3 separate regions of the Sus scrofa genome follow, and regions 1 and 3 are each linked to region 2. A link is a contact called in public promoter capture Hi-C data. All regions are on one chromosome and are shown on one strand. The core of a region is the stretch at or near the end of the contact, and the rest is flanking DNA. Distances in the headings are between cores, read along the strand shown. Region 1 holds the start of GFOD2 (glucose-fructose oxidoreductase domain-containing protein 2). Region 2 holds the start of NFATC3 (nuclear factor of activated T-cells, cytoplasmic 3). Region 3 holds the start of PARD6A (partitioning defective 6 homolog alpha).

Region 1 (3,641 bases), core at 1,011-3,510, 320 kb after region 2:
CTCCATATGCCGTGAGAGCGGCCCAAGAAAATGGCAAAAAGACAAAAAAAAAAAAAAAAAAAAAAAAAAAACAGTTGTAGAAATCCTGTGTTAGGACATGTAGCTTAATCCAGCACTTTCCAAAGTTATATTACACAGAATGCTTCACTCGGGGCATTTTGCAGGACGCTGAGGGAAAGGCTAGTCTAGAGGAGAGAATGGAGTATTAGTGTCCTGCTTCCGTAAATTAATTTCCCTCAGACTAGTGGTTGTCAACCAATTGGGACTGGTTTTACTGCCCAGGGAACATTTGGCGATGGGTGGAGATATTTTTGGTAGTCACAATGGGGTTAGGTGTGTTACCAATATCTGGTAGGTGGAGGCCAGAGATCCTACGATACACAGACATCCCTCCACAACAAAGAATCATCAGGCCCAAAATGTCAACAGTGCTGCTGTTGAGAGACCACTTGCTCTAAAATGAAACTTTCAGTGGTGACTAAGAAGCAGATCTGGAGTTACCACTGTGGAACAACCAGATTGGCAATGTCTCTGGAGCACTGGGGCGCTGGTTCTATGCCCAGCCCTATGCAGCGGGTTAAAGATCCAGCTTTGGAGTTCTCGTGGCTCAGCGGTAACAAACCTGACTAGTGTCCCTGAGGACACGGGTTTGATCCCTAGCCTTGCTCAGTGGGTCAAGTATCCAGTGTTGCTGTGAGCAGCAGCGTAGGTGGCAGACACGGCTCCAATCTAGAACGCTGCTTAGGCCCACAGCTGCAGCTCCAATTCAACCCCTAGCCTGGGAACTTCCATATGCTGCACCATTGCTGCAGCTGCAGTGTAGGTCGAAACTGGCACAGATCTGATCCCTAGCCTAGAAACTCCATATGCAATGGGGTGGCCAAAAAAGGGGGAAAAAAAAAGAAGAAACAGATCAAATACAAGCACGCTTTTGATTCTGCCTCCTTTCTGCTTGGCTGTTCAGAATCCAGGGAGAAGGACAAAGGGGATAAAATGCCATCAGAAGAGGCCGTTAGGGGTTACAATTTCTCTGGAAGACTTCCATGCTCACCAAGGTGGTGGTAGTGGCAGGAAGTCCTGTCTCCTGCCAAAGCAGGGATAGCCCTGCTGCTCAGCAGGTCTCAACGTAAACAACTGCGGCTTCACTGACATACTCTTTTTTTTGTCTTTTCTGGGGGGGAGGTGCACCTGCGGCACATGTGAGTTCCCAGGCTAGGTTTCCAATCTGAGCTGTAGCTGCTGGCTTACGCCAGAACCACAGCAATACCAGATCAGAGCCCCGTCTGCGACCTACAACACAGCTCACGGCAATGCTGGATCCTTAACCCACTGAGCAAGGTGGGGATCAACCTCAAGGATACTAGTAGGGTTCTTACCACTGTGTGACCAGCAGCAATCCCTCGATTGACACGTTCTAATCATCACAGGCTGCTCTGGAGAGCTGGCTGGGACATCTTCCTAATGCCAACTAAGCGTGCAGGGCTGGGGGAGGGGAGATTTAGAAGTCCACACTCTCAACGAGAGTTCCCTGGTGGCCTGAGGGTTAAGGATTCGGCAGTGTCATGGCTGTGGCTCAGGTTAATGCTGTGGCTTCGGTTCCATGCCTGGCCCAGTAAGTCCTGCATGCCAAAGGGCATGGTTAAAAAAAGAGAGAGAGAGATAAGCAGGGGTGGGTCTCCCCATGCAGAAATAACCCCTAATCCCACATTTTCAACATCACCTGTTTTGCACCAAGGTTTACAGGTTCGTTTCATTCTTATATCGGACAGTCTGGTGAAACGGTAGTCTCGTTACAAAGTGGTATATATACTTGGGTTCGGTAAAGAGATCAGAGAGACCGAAGTTACAGTCTTGAAAAACACTTGACATTGTTAAGGAACAACCAAAAAACATCCAGAAAGGGAGCCCAAGCACGGAAAAACGAGTCATTAGAATCAGAAAGCCAGGAAGTCCGGCAAGTTTGAGAGAACTGCCTTTCTGCAAAGATAAATTGTTATTCAGCAGGAGACCTTCCTTCATTCTGGGAAAATCAAGGCCCACAATCAAGGCCACCCCATTGCATACGGAGTTTCTAGGCTAGGGATCAGATCTGTGCCAGTTTCGACCTACAGCCTAAGTTGGAAAACCGCTCGCTCCTCGCCTCCACCGCCGGAAATGAATGACCAGGGCTTCTAGCCAGACTGCTTAACCTCCGCCCCCGATCAGCGAGCATGCGCAGCTCCCGGCTCCGGCCCCTCCCAGCGCTGGTCCACTACCGTCAGGGAGCATGCGCAGACCTCCCGCCGTCCCCCCCCTCCTTTTCCAAAGACCCCGGTTCCTTAGAAACCGGGCGGCGCGTTCCCGGTGGCTGCGAGCTAGTTTTCGGGGCTGGTGCGTCCGCCCCTGCCTCCCTTACGGAAGGCGGGTGGCCGCTGAGACCTGTCCGGACCCGTGGTCTCCGGTGTAGCCCTGGGCGGGGGATGCCAGCGTGCCAGGTGAGAGGCGGCCCGTGAGGGCGGGTAAGGATGACGGGCATGGCGCGGAGGCAAGCGGGCGCCGGCCGGGCCTCCTCCACGGACCGGCGCCCGAGGTCGGAGGAGGGGATGAGCTAAGCTGGGGTGGGAGGGGGCCGTTCTAACTGTCAGCGCAGGCTCGGGGGTCGCCCCAGATTTCGTCGTCCCACCTCGGAAATATGACCTGCAAGTTTGGTCGTAGAATTGTAGAATTTGGGTTCCTGGAAGGACCTTGGCCATAACCCATCCCTTTACTGGACGCGAAAACCTAGGCTCCACCGCCCTGTGCGGAGCAGACCCCCTACCTGTGTGAGGACCAACGCTTCGTGGATAAGGATGTGAGGTATGGGAACTTGAGACAAAGAACTCGTGGGGTAACTGGTCCCTCGTCTTTCCCAGTGAGCTGGTACTTTGTGGGAGATCAGTCATTATTTACGGAAAGTGTTCAGGTGGCAGATGGGAGAAACGACACTCTGAAAGGTGCAGATGGTTCTTCCAGTCCCCGAGTGTCCGCTGGCCAGATCTCCCTGGGCCTGGCTACCTTTGAAGCTCAGGTAGGAAGCAGATGGCTGTGGAGACAAAAGGTGAGGTGAGGTATTCCTCTCAAGGTATTATCACACGAATGGTGAGGAACTTAGAAGGGTCCAGGACATCAGGACTTGTGAAAAGTTGTGTGAGAGTTTAGGGAAGAATCTAAAGCACAAGACCGGAACAGAAAAGTTTAAGGCTGCCTTGGATTGACACCAAGAAAGGTTATAATCCTTATTTATAGTCATTGTACCCATAGGGTCATGCTGAGGGAAGGATACATGAGGAAGGAAGTCGGTGGCCTTTGAATATCCAGAATCTGGTGGGGCAGGGCACAGAGGACCTTTGTAAGCTTCAGGGCACAGAAGTCTGAGAAAAGCCCTGATTCTGTGACCCTTCAGTTGAAGGGAACAGCTGTTTAAATTAGAAAAGACACCTAATGCATTATTTTGATACAAAGAGATACGAAGAAGATGGTAGTCAGGGAATCTAGGTATATTCTTGTTTTAGAAGGAAACTTATTTCCTTCTGAAAAGCCACACCAGGGAACAAGAGTTTACGGAAAATGTAAAATAGTTACTGCTTTTGGACTAGGAGTTTAGAGAATCTATCTGGACCACG
Region 2 (3,969 bases), core at 1,049-3,548:
GGAGAATGAGGAGCAACTGCTTAATGGGTTTGGGGTGTCCTTCTGGTGATGAAAATGTTTTGGAACTAGACAGAAGTGGTGGCTACACAGCATCGTGAATGTACTAAATGCCACTGAATCATTCAATTTGAAATGGTTTATGTCACGTGTATTTCACTCTAATTTTTTAAAATCTATCAAAAAATAGCTACTAGACTATTGTATAGTGAACTTTTTGTCACAAATAAAACTGCTCAAGCTTAAGTTTGCAAATTCCGGGAGTTCAACCTTAATCCCTAGATCTATTTTGATATCAAAATGGTTTGGGATCAGGGACTATGGCAAAAATTTCTTAAAAAGCTGTTTCCATAGCTTTTAAATGTCATTTACGTACTGTTTCAGATGTATATACAGCTCCTACTTACATGATGATACTCATTTAATATTCTCCTGTTTGGTCAACATCTTTATTGATCATGTATGTGGTATATATATAATGTGCTCTAATCAAGTTTGTGTTCCAAAAGTTTGCTTACATCATTAACTATCTTCTCCATGATGAAAATACTCATTCAAACAAGAGTCCTGAATGCTACTTTTCCCACAAATGCCACTTTTCCCATTTCTACCACTATTGTAACATGCATCACCGTTCAAGTCAGTCTAGTAACAGTTATTTGGGTTATGTGCATCCATCATAACACTACAAAGTACCTAACATACCTTCAACATAATTGCTGCTCAGATGATGTCAGTGGAACTGAAATAAACGCAACCGAGAAATAACTACTACCATAAACTATTACGTTGAAAAAGACATTTAACATATAAATACTAACAGGACTGATAATACAAATACTTCCTTATGCCATACATTCAGATGTGTTTTTTAGTGCAACCCTACAGAACAGTCTGTTGAGCATCAATATCAACATGAAGTAATTCGCTTAATACCCGGAAAGAATAAATGGAGATTAGACATATCCACCTTCCTTCTGAAATTCGCCTGCAAATGCAATAGGAAAACTGAACTTAATGAACCACAGTATTCCAAACCAGGTCACAGGAGAGCTCCAAGTCCCCAGCCATCCTGTTTCTATTTCCTGATTGGTCTGACCTCCAAGCATTATGGTGTCCACTCTTCACAATTCATGATCTCCTTTAAAACATCTTGTGAGGTGAGCTTTTTCTCAAAATAAAAATGTACTTCCAGAACTTTCTAGGAGATTTACGAACAAGGTACTCCACTTCTTAAAATTTTCTGAAACACTTTGCTCAAGAAAAGAAATCGTTTTCAGAAAAGTCCCGTTATAGTTACAGCTCGAATTAAATGTGGGCCATATTAAACTTGCACAAGTCGACGTTAACACTAAGGCATTACTCTCCTACCAAAGTAGATTTAAACAGACATGTGCTGGAATTTTAGAGAACTCCTACACTTCCAGAATGCGCATCGTTCAAATAAAGATTGTTTTTAAAACCTAGAATAGACGAAAAACCAAGCCTGCTTACACTTCATAGGGACATTTCCTCCGCACCACGCTGGCAAAGCAGCGACAACCAGACGCCACTTGGGCAGCAGCCCGGACCCTCAGACTCCAAACCCCGGGCGTCCAGGGGCCACAGCGTCCCGGAGTCGAGTTCCCCTCCAGTTTGCTTCCAGCCAAGCTGCGGCCACTTCCACGTCGCTGCGACCTACACGCCTCCTCAGCAACACACACACACACACACGACAACCAGACCTGGGACAACCAAAGGAATAGGGAGGGGACGAGCTCATGAGAGCGAGAAGAGTAGACGCTCTGCGGTCTCGCCCCGCCCGGCACCCACCTGCAGGCCGCGAGCCCGGGGGTGGCGGCGCCGACGCCCCGTCCTCGCCAAAGACGAGTTTAAAGTCGAGCTCGTCGGGGGCGCCACAATTTGCAGTAGTCATCGGCGTGGCCCAGGGTGCTGCGGCTCCTCCTCAGGCGGCGGCAGCGGCGGCGGCTCCTCAGCGCCGCTTCATGCCGGGCCGCGCCGGCCAGGAGGTCGCAGCTCCACAGCAAACTTTCCGGGCGGGGACCGCGACGCCGAGCGTTTCGTTCCGAACTCTAATACTGGCCGCGGGCCGAAACACCCTAGGAACCCCCGTCACCGCCAGTCGTCGGTGCCCAAGCTGGCACGGTCGCCTTAGACGATATTCCCCGCCCCCCCCACAGCCGCCGCCGCCACCACCACCGGCGCGCTCCCGCGCCTTGCCGCGCGCCCGGCCCCGCCCCCTACCGAGCGCCCATCTGACCTGGCAGCCCATAGGCCACCGGCCTCGCGGGCTAGCCCGACGGCCCCGCCCTCTCACTGCCCTACCGCGTGACTCAGTCCCGCAGAAGGAAGTCACGTGACTAAGGAGCGCTAGCTAGCCCTGCTACCTCTTGGGACTTGTAGTTTGGCCTGTATTCTTTCAACTATTTCTGAAATAGGACCCGGCACCGCGGTATGGGGTCCAAAACGTAATTGGATTGAGGGGCCCACCACCAGCCAATCGGAGAAGATCCCTTTCCTTATTGGGCAGACCCCATGTCGTGGAAGGAGCACAAGAGCCTTGGGATTATGGTTCCATTGACGAGCAACTGTAGGGTTATTCTTGCTGACTGGGTTTGGGGAAGGTATCAGCGCCCGGGAGGGTACGTGGATGTCACATACCCTCACCCCAAGCTCAATGGCGGAATCTGAAGAAGGCAGGGACTGGATCGAGCTTCCACCTAAGGTGGGGCGGAGCCAGAGGAGACCTGGGTTGCGCGAGTCTCAAGTCTGAGCTATCCATCGCTACAGACCCACCCCTGGGGGGCGGGGCCATTGCTCCGCTGGATGAGTCTTTGTCTGTCCCCACCACCCAACCTGGCAGCTGCTCCCTCCAGGACAGTCGGCGCGTTCGAGGCCTCGGCAAAGCCCCATGAGCAAGGTCTGTCCCGTGCTGGAAGTCAGGCAGACTGAATGGGAAAGCCTGTGGTGAACTCGCACCACCCAAGGCGCTCCGTGTCTTCTGCATCTTGTCGCACATCCACGGAAGTCAGAGAGATCGTGCTGGTCGAACCGCGTTAGTGGGGAGGAAATTACACTGTCTGAAGAACAGTTTTCACTCTCGGCCTCTCCCCAGCGGGCGTGTCTTCCCTTGAGACGATCCAAGACGTCTCCTCCTGGGGCTTGGGGTGGAGGCCATGCCCAGGGACGCAGAGCCTGGCTTGTTTACTTAGGCACAAGGTGGACCGAGAGCAGGGAGAGGTGGCAGAGACCAACTCCCCTAGCTCCAGGCCCGGAGGGGCATAGCATCCTTAAAAGTGCACTGCCAGAGTAACCAGGGTGCTGTGGCTCAGAAGCTTGCGTGTAGGTGCAAGAGCCCAAACATATCCCAAAGGCCCTGGAGAAGAGTGCAGAGATGTCTCAATATGTGGACTGGCAACCTGAGCTACCAGGGGACCCTGAGGAGAGCCCAACTAGGCCTAAGGTCAGGAGGACTGGGATCATGCAGAGAGAGCACTTGAGACGTTTATCGTGGATTGGCTCATCCCTGAGGTCATAAAACTTTTCCTGCCCTGTTCTCTGTACTCATACCTGTGCTGGTCCTGGGGACACAGATAAATTAATCTCCCTTCAGGCATCAGGGAGGGGAGGCCAGCAAAGCTATAATCACTGTGCAGAGATTAGGGCTGTGCCAAGAGCTCAGAGAAGGTACATAATCCCCCTGGCTGCAGGCTTCCCAAGAGTCTAGGAGGTATTTGGAGAGATGGACAAGGAGTACAATGGTTCCCTGCAGAGAACAGATATCCAAAGACTCAGAGACCAGAAAGTATATGCAGTGAACAGAAAGCAAAGGTAAGACCAGATGAATGGCCAGAGTGCTGCATGCCACTCCAAGGTATCTGGACTTATTCCTGAGGGCAGTGGGGAGCCATGAAAGGGTTTAGAGCAGCAGACTTCCATGTTCAGAATTCTGAACGAATCACTGAATTGAGT
Region 3 (3,475 bases), core at 387-2,886, 390 kb after region 2:
GCCGGGTGCGCAGAGGTGCCACTGGCCGGAGTAGGAGCCCTTTCTTGCGCCGCTGCAGGGAGTTGGAGGCAAAGGCCAGGCCACTGGAGTCAGCTTCTGCTGCAGGAGAGGGGACACTGAAATCAGAGACCCTAATGTCCCACTCAGGCCCTTTTCCATCAGGCCCAGGCCTGGGGAAGGCACACTGTAGTTATTTCCTGCCACTTGGAGGTCAGGCCAAGGGCAAGGACTGCAGAGGGTGAAGTTTGGGTACCCTAGGCATGGTCTAACCCTTGGAGATCTGCCCTGTCACCCTACCCCACAGAGGCTGCCCCCTGTACCCCATCCTTACCCCGCTTCTGCACTAGCAGTCTCAGTGGCGGGGGCCCACTGGCCAGGGCCCGGTGCAGGCTGTCGTCGTTGGTGAGGGGCAGTAGGTCGCCGTGAGCATCCGTATAGCCAAGCAGCACGTCCAGGCCCGGGATCTGGTGTACCGCACGCAGCAACCGAGAGAACTCTTGGAAGCCGCTCACCGAAGCGCGAGGTAGCGCGAAGCGTCGGAACTCGGCATCAAACTGGAGGCGGGGGTAGGAGGTCGGGGGAGGAGGAGGGGTTAGGACAGAGTCCGTGCCCTTTCTCACCACAGGTCCGAGGGTAGTAGGGGTGGGAAAGACAGGGCTTCACAACAGCTGCAGACTTGCACCCAGACCTCTGCTCCAGTGCAAGGGACGCTGTCCAAGGTCTTCTCCTCGCCCTCCAGGTACCCAGGCCAGAGGGACTCTAGAAGCCGGCAGTGGAAAGGAGGAGGTGGGATGGGGGGAAGCGAAAAGGAAAACCAGAGAATGGGACGTGGAGGATGGAGGAGAGAAAAAGGTGGTGGGGACCAAGGAGTCAGGGAGGGGAGAGTGAGGGTTGGAAGCGCCTAGGGCCGGAGCCAGAGCTGGGGCTGGAGGGGTCCTTACTTTGCTCTTCACCTCGACGATGCTGTCAGGACTGCGTGCCGGAGTCCTCTGCGGCCTGGCCATCGTGGGACCGGGAGGGCCAGGGACGGTGCCCTAGGCGGCCCGCCGAAGCGCAGGTGCACAGCCTGCGGGGCCGGCTGGCCCGCGCAGCCCCGCCCCTGGCGGTAGCACTCGCCCCGCCCTCCTATCCGGGCCGTGACGTCAAGGGGGCAGCGACGAAGAGTGGAACGCGGAGTCCACGTTTCCTAGGAAACGGAGCTGGAGGGGTGGAGAGTCTCACGTCCTCTTACGTCACTACGTTACGGTCGTCAAGTCCCGGGAGCCTCGGGGGAGGGGCTTGGCCAAGCCGAGGGGAGAGTTGGGGAAGTGGTATTTATTGAGCGCTGTACGCTGTTATTTCCATTGGCCTTACAAGGCTGTGTATGTTGTAGATGAGGGAACTGGGTCATAATATAAATATCTGCTGAGTTCTTTGGGGTCACAGGCATTGAAGTGACTCCGAGCTAACTCGCTCGGACCACCCTTGGCTGCAGCCTCAGGCCCTAGATTCCTCCCTCTCCATACATGCCAGCCTTTGCGCCTTCCTGCTCAATGCCACAGGAGTTCTGAAGAACGGCCCAAACGCGGACCGTTGCTCGGAGAGTTGCTCAAGTAAGAGCAAGCACGTCAGCAGCCATTTGATTCAATGGGAGTGCACACAAACTCCCAACTAGGACGCGCATGTGCGCACGCGCGGGCATGCTCATGGGCAGGGCCTAGGTTTCGGGTTCCGCCCAGCGCTCCTGCACTTCCTCTTCCGACTAGAGGCGGGGCCGCGGCGCTAGCGGGAAATCCGGGCTAGAGGTAATCCGCTGGCTGCCGCGGCGGGAATGGCCCGCTTGGGGAACCTCGTCCTGCGACCCTGGATTCGAGAGCTAATTCTGGGGTCAGAGGCACTTTCAAGCCCGCGGGCGGGGCAGCTGCTCAAGGTGAGAACCCCGCTACCTTTTTCAGGGCCCGGAGGGCGGGGTCCCAGGGCGGTGGGCTTGATGCTTTATCACCGCGGTCAGGTACTGCAGGAGGCCGAAACCCCGGGCCCGTCCCGCGCCTCCGACACGTCTCACGTCGACACCGCGCTGCTTGTGTCCGATGGGACCCACAGTATCCGATGTCTGGTGACGCGAGAAGCCCTGAACGCCTCGGACTGGTGAGAGGGGCTCCGCGGGGCTTGGAGATAGTGGAGGCCAACGGGAGAGCTCAAGGTTTGAGCTGGAGGTGGGCGGGCCCCAGGCGGGCTGGGCTGTGTTCACGCAGGCTCGGCACTGAGGGTCCCCTGCCGCAGGGAGGAGAAGGAGTTCGGTTTTCAAGGGGCAGAAGGTCGGCTGCTGCTGCTGCGGGACTGCGGGGTTCGCGTCCAAGTCGCCGAGGGAGGCGCGGTGAGTGGTGAGCCTGGCCTGGGTGGGTTACTGGGCCTGACTTTCTAACAACTCCTGAGACCTGTCCCTGAACTCCAGCCCGCAGAGTTCTACCTCCAGGTGGACCGCTTCAGCTTGTTGCCCACAGAGCAGCCCCGGGAACAGGTGATTGGTTGGTAAGTGATGCCTCCACCCTCCACCTGTTCTCCTCACCCAGGCCTGGCTTTTGGGGTGTGAGGGCTTGGGCCCCTAGTAACACTGACTGTCTACCACTCCTCTCCCAGCAACCAGGATCCAGATGTGCAGAAAAAGCTTTATGACTGCTTGCAGTGAGTCTGGGGTTGGGCTTTTCCGTTCGGCTTTTATTCGGGGCTTGGTCACTTTTCTGACTGAGCCTGCTCAGTCAGGGGATGGCAGATTTGTGCAGATAGGCCTCAGGTGTCTCCTGTGTTTCTCTAGGGAGCACCTTTCAGAGTCTACCTCTCCCAGTGCAGGTATGTATAGGGGTTGGCGGGCTGCCCGAACTCCTGGTAGAGTGATCTCTCCAGTCATCACACACACACACACACCCTACTTTCTTAATAAGTCCTCCTTCTTATCTCCCACCCTACCCTTCCTCTTTGAGTTTCAGCCCATCTCCTGGTCCCCTGCCCCCAGGCATTTCACTGTCCCAACTTCTGGATGAGGTAGAGGAGGACCAGGAGCATCGTGGGGCACTAGTGCAACTGGCTGAGAGCTGTCTGATGCTGGCAGGCCCTTGCACGGCAGCCCCCCTCACCCGCTGGGCTGCCTCCCGCTGCAAGGCCACGGTCGGTCTGGGGCTTCACTTGGGAGGTGTCAGGGTGGGGACTTGGGCAAGGGCCAAACTGAAAGTTCACATCCCACAGGGAGAAGCTGTGTACACCATCCCCAGCCTGTGGCTGCGCATCTCTGAGAATGAGCAGCGGATCCTGAGCTGTCTGGGCCCAGGTCAGAGGGCACAGGGTAAGCAGGACTGGAGAGGTCAAGAGCGGAGTACCTGTGCCCAGTGCCCACAGTGCTGATAAGCCTCCCCTGACTCCCAGGCCCTGAGCTACCCCCGCCACACCCAGCTCTGCAGGACCTGTCTCTGGCCCTGATCTCCTCTCCTCCTTCCTCACC

What was found. Promoter capture Hi-C pulls out the DNA fragments that hold promoters and counts their contacts.
Region 1: a promoter capture Hi-C map of fetal liver shows a contact between it and region 2, with 2.2 times the contacts expected there. The contact joins the promoter of GFOD2 here to the promoter of NFATC3 in region 2. A contact is called at or near these places in 1 of 5 promoter capture datasets (fetal liver) and 1 of 2 datasets of contacts at active chromatin or transcription factors (alveolar macrophages).
Region 3: a promoter capture Hi-C map of fetal liver shows a contact between it and region 2, with 4 times the contacts expected there. The contact joins the promoter of PARD6A here to the promoter of NFATC3 in region 2. A contact is called at or near these places in 2 of 5 promoter capture datasets (fetal liver and liver) and 1 of 2 datasets of contacts at active chromatin or transcription factors (skeletal muscle).

The regions. Positions count from the first base shown.
Region 1 is chr6:28,346,816-28,350,456 of Sscrofa11.1, reverse strand. It overlaps GFOD2 (glucose-fructose oxidoreductase domain-containing protein 2), which reads left to right and starts at 2,260. Exons shown (of 4, transcript XM_021094104.1): 1 at 2,260-2,474.
Region 2 is chr6:28,664,787-28,668,755 of Sscrofa11.1, reverse strand. It overlaps NFATC3 (nuclear factor of activated T-cells, cytoplasmic 3), which reads right to left and starts at 2,298. Exons shown (of 10, transcript XM_021094122.1): 1 at 1,810-2,298. The coding sequence starts at 1,912.
Region 3 is chr6:28,278,663-28,282,137 of Sscrofa11.1, reverse strand. It overlaps PARD6A (partitioning defective 6 homolog alpha), which reads right to left and starts at 1,636. Exons shown (of 3, transcript XM_021094099.1): 1 at 942-1,636; 2 at 332-554; 3 at 1-99. The coding sequence starts at 1,004. It overlaps ACD (adrenocortical dysplasia protein homolog), which reads left to right and starts at 1,729. Exons shown (of 12, transcript XM_021094094.1): 1 at 1,729-1,909; 2 at 1,991-2,127; 3 at 2,263-2,356; 4 at 2,435-2,511; 5 at 2,620-2,664; 6 at 2,795-2,829; 7 at 2,993-3,144; 8 at 3,223-3,304; 9 at 3,400-3,475. The coding sequence starts at 1,811.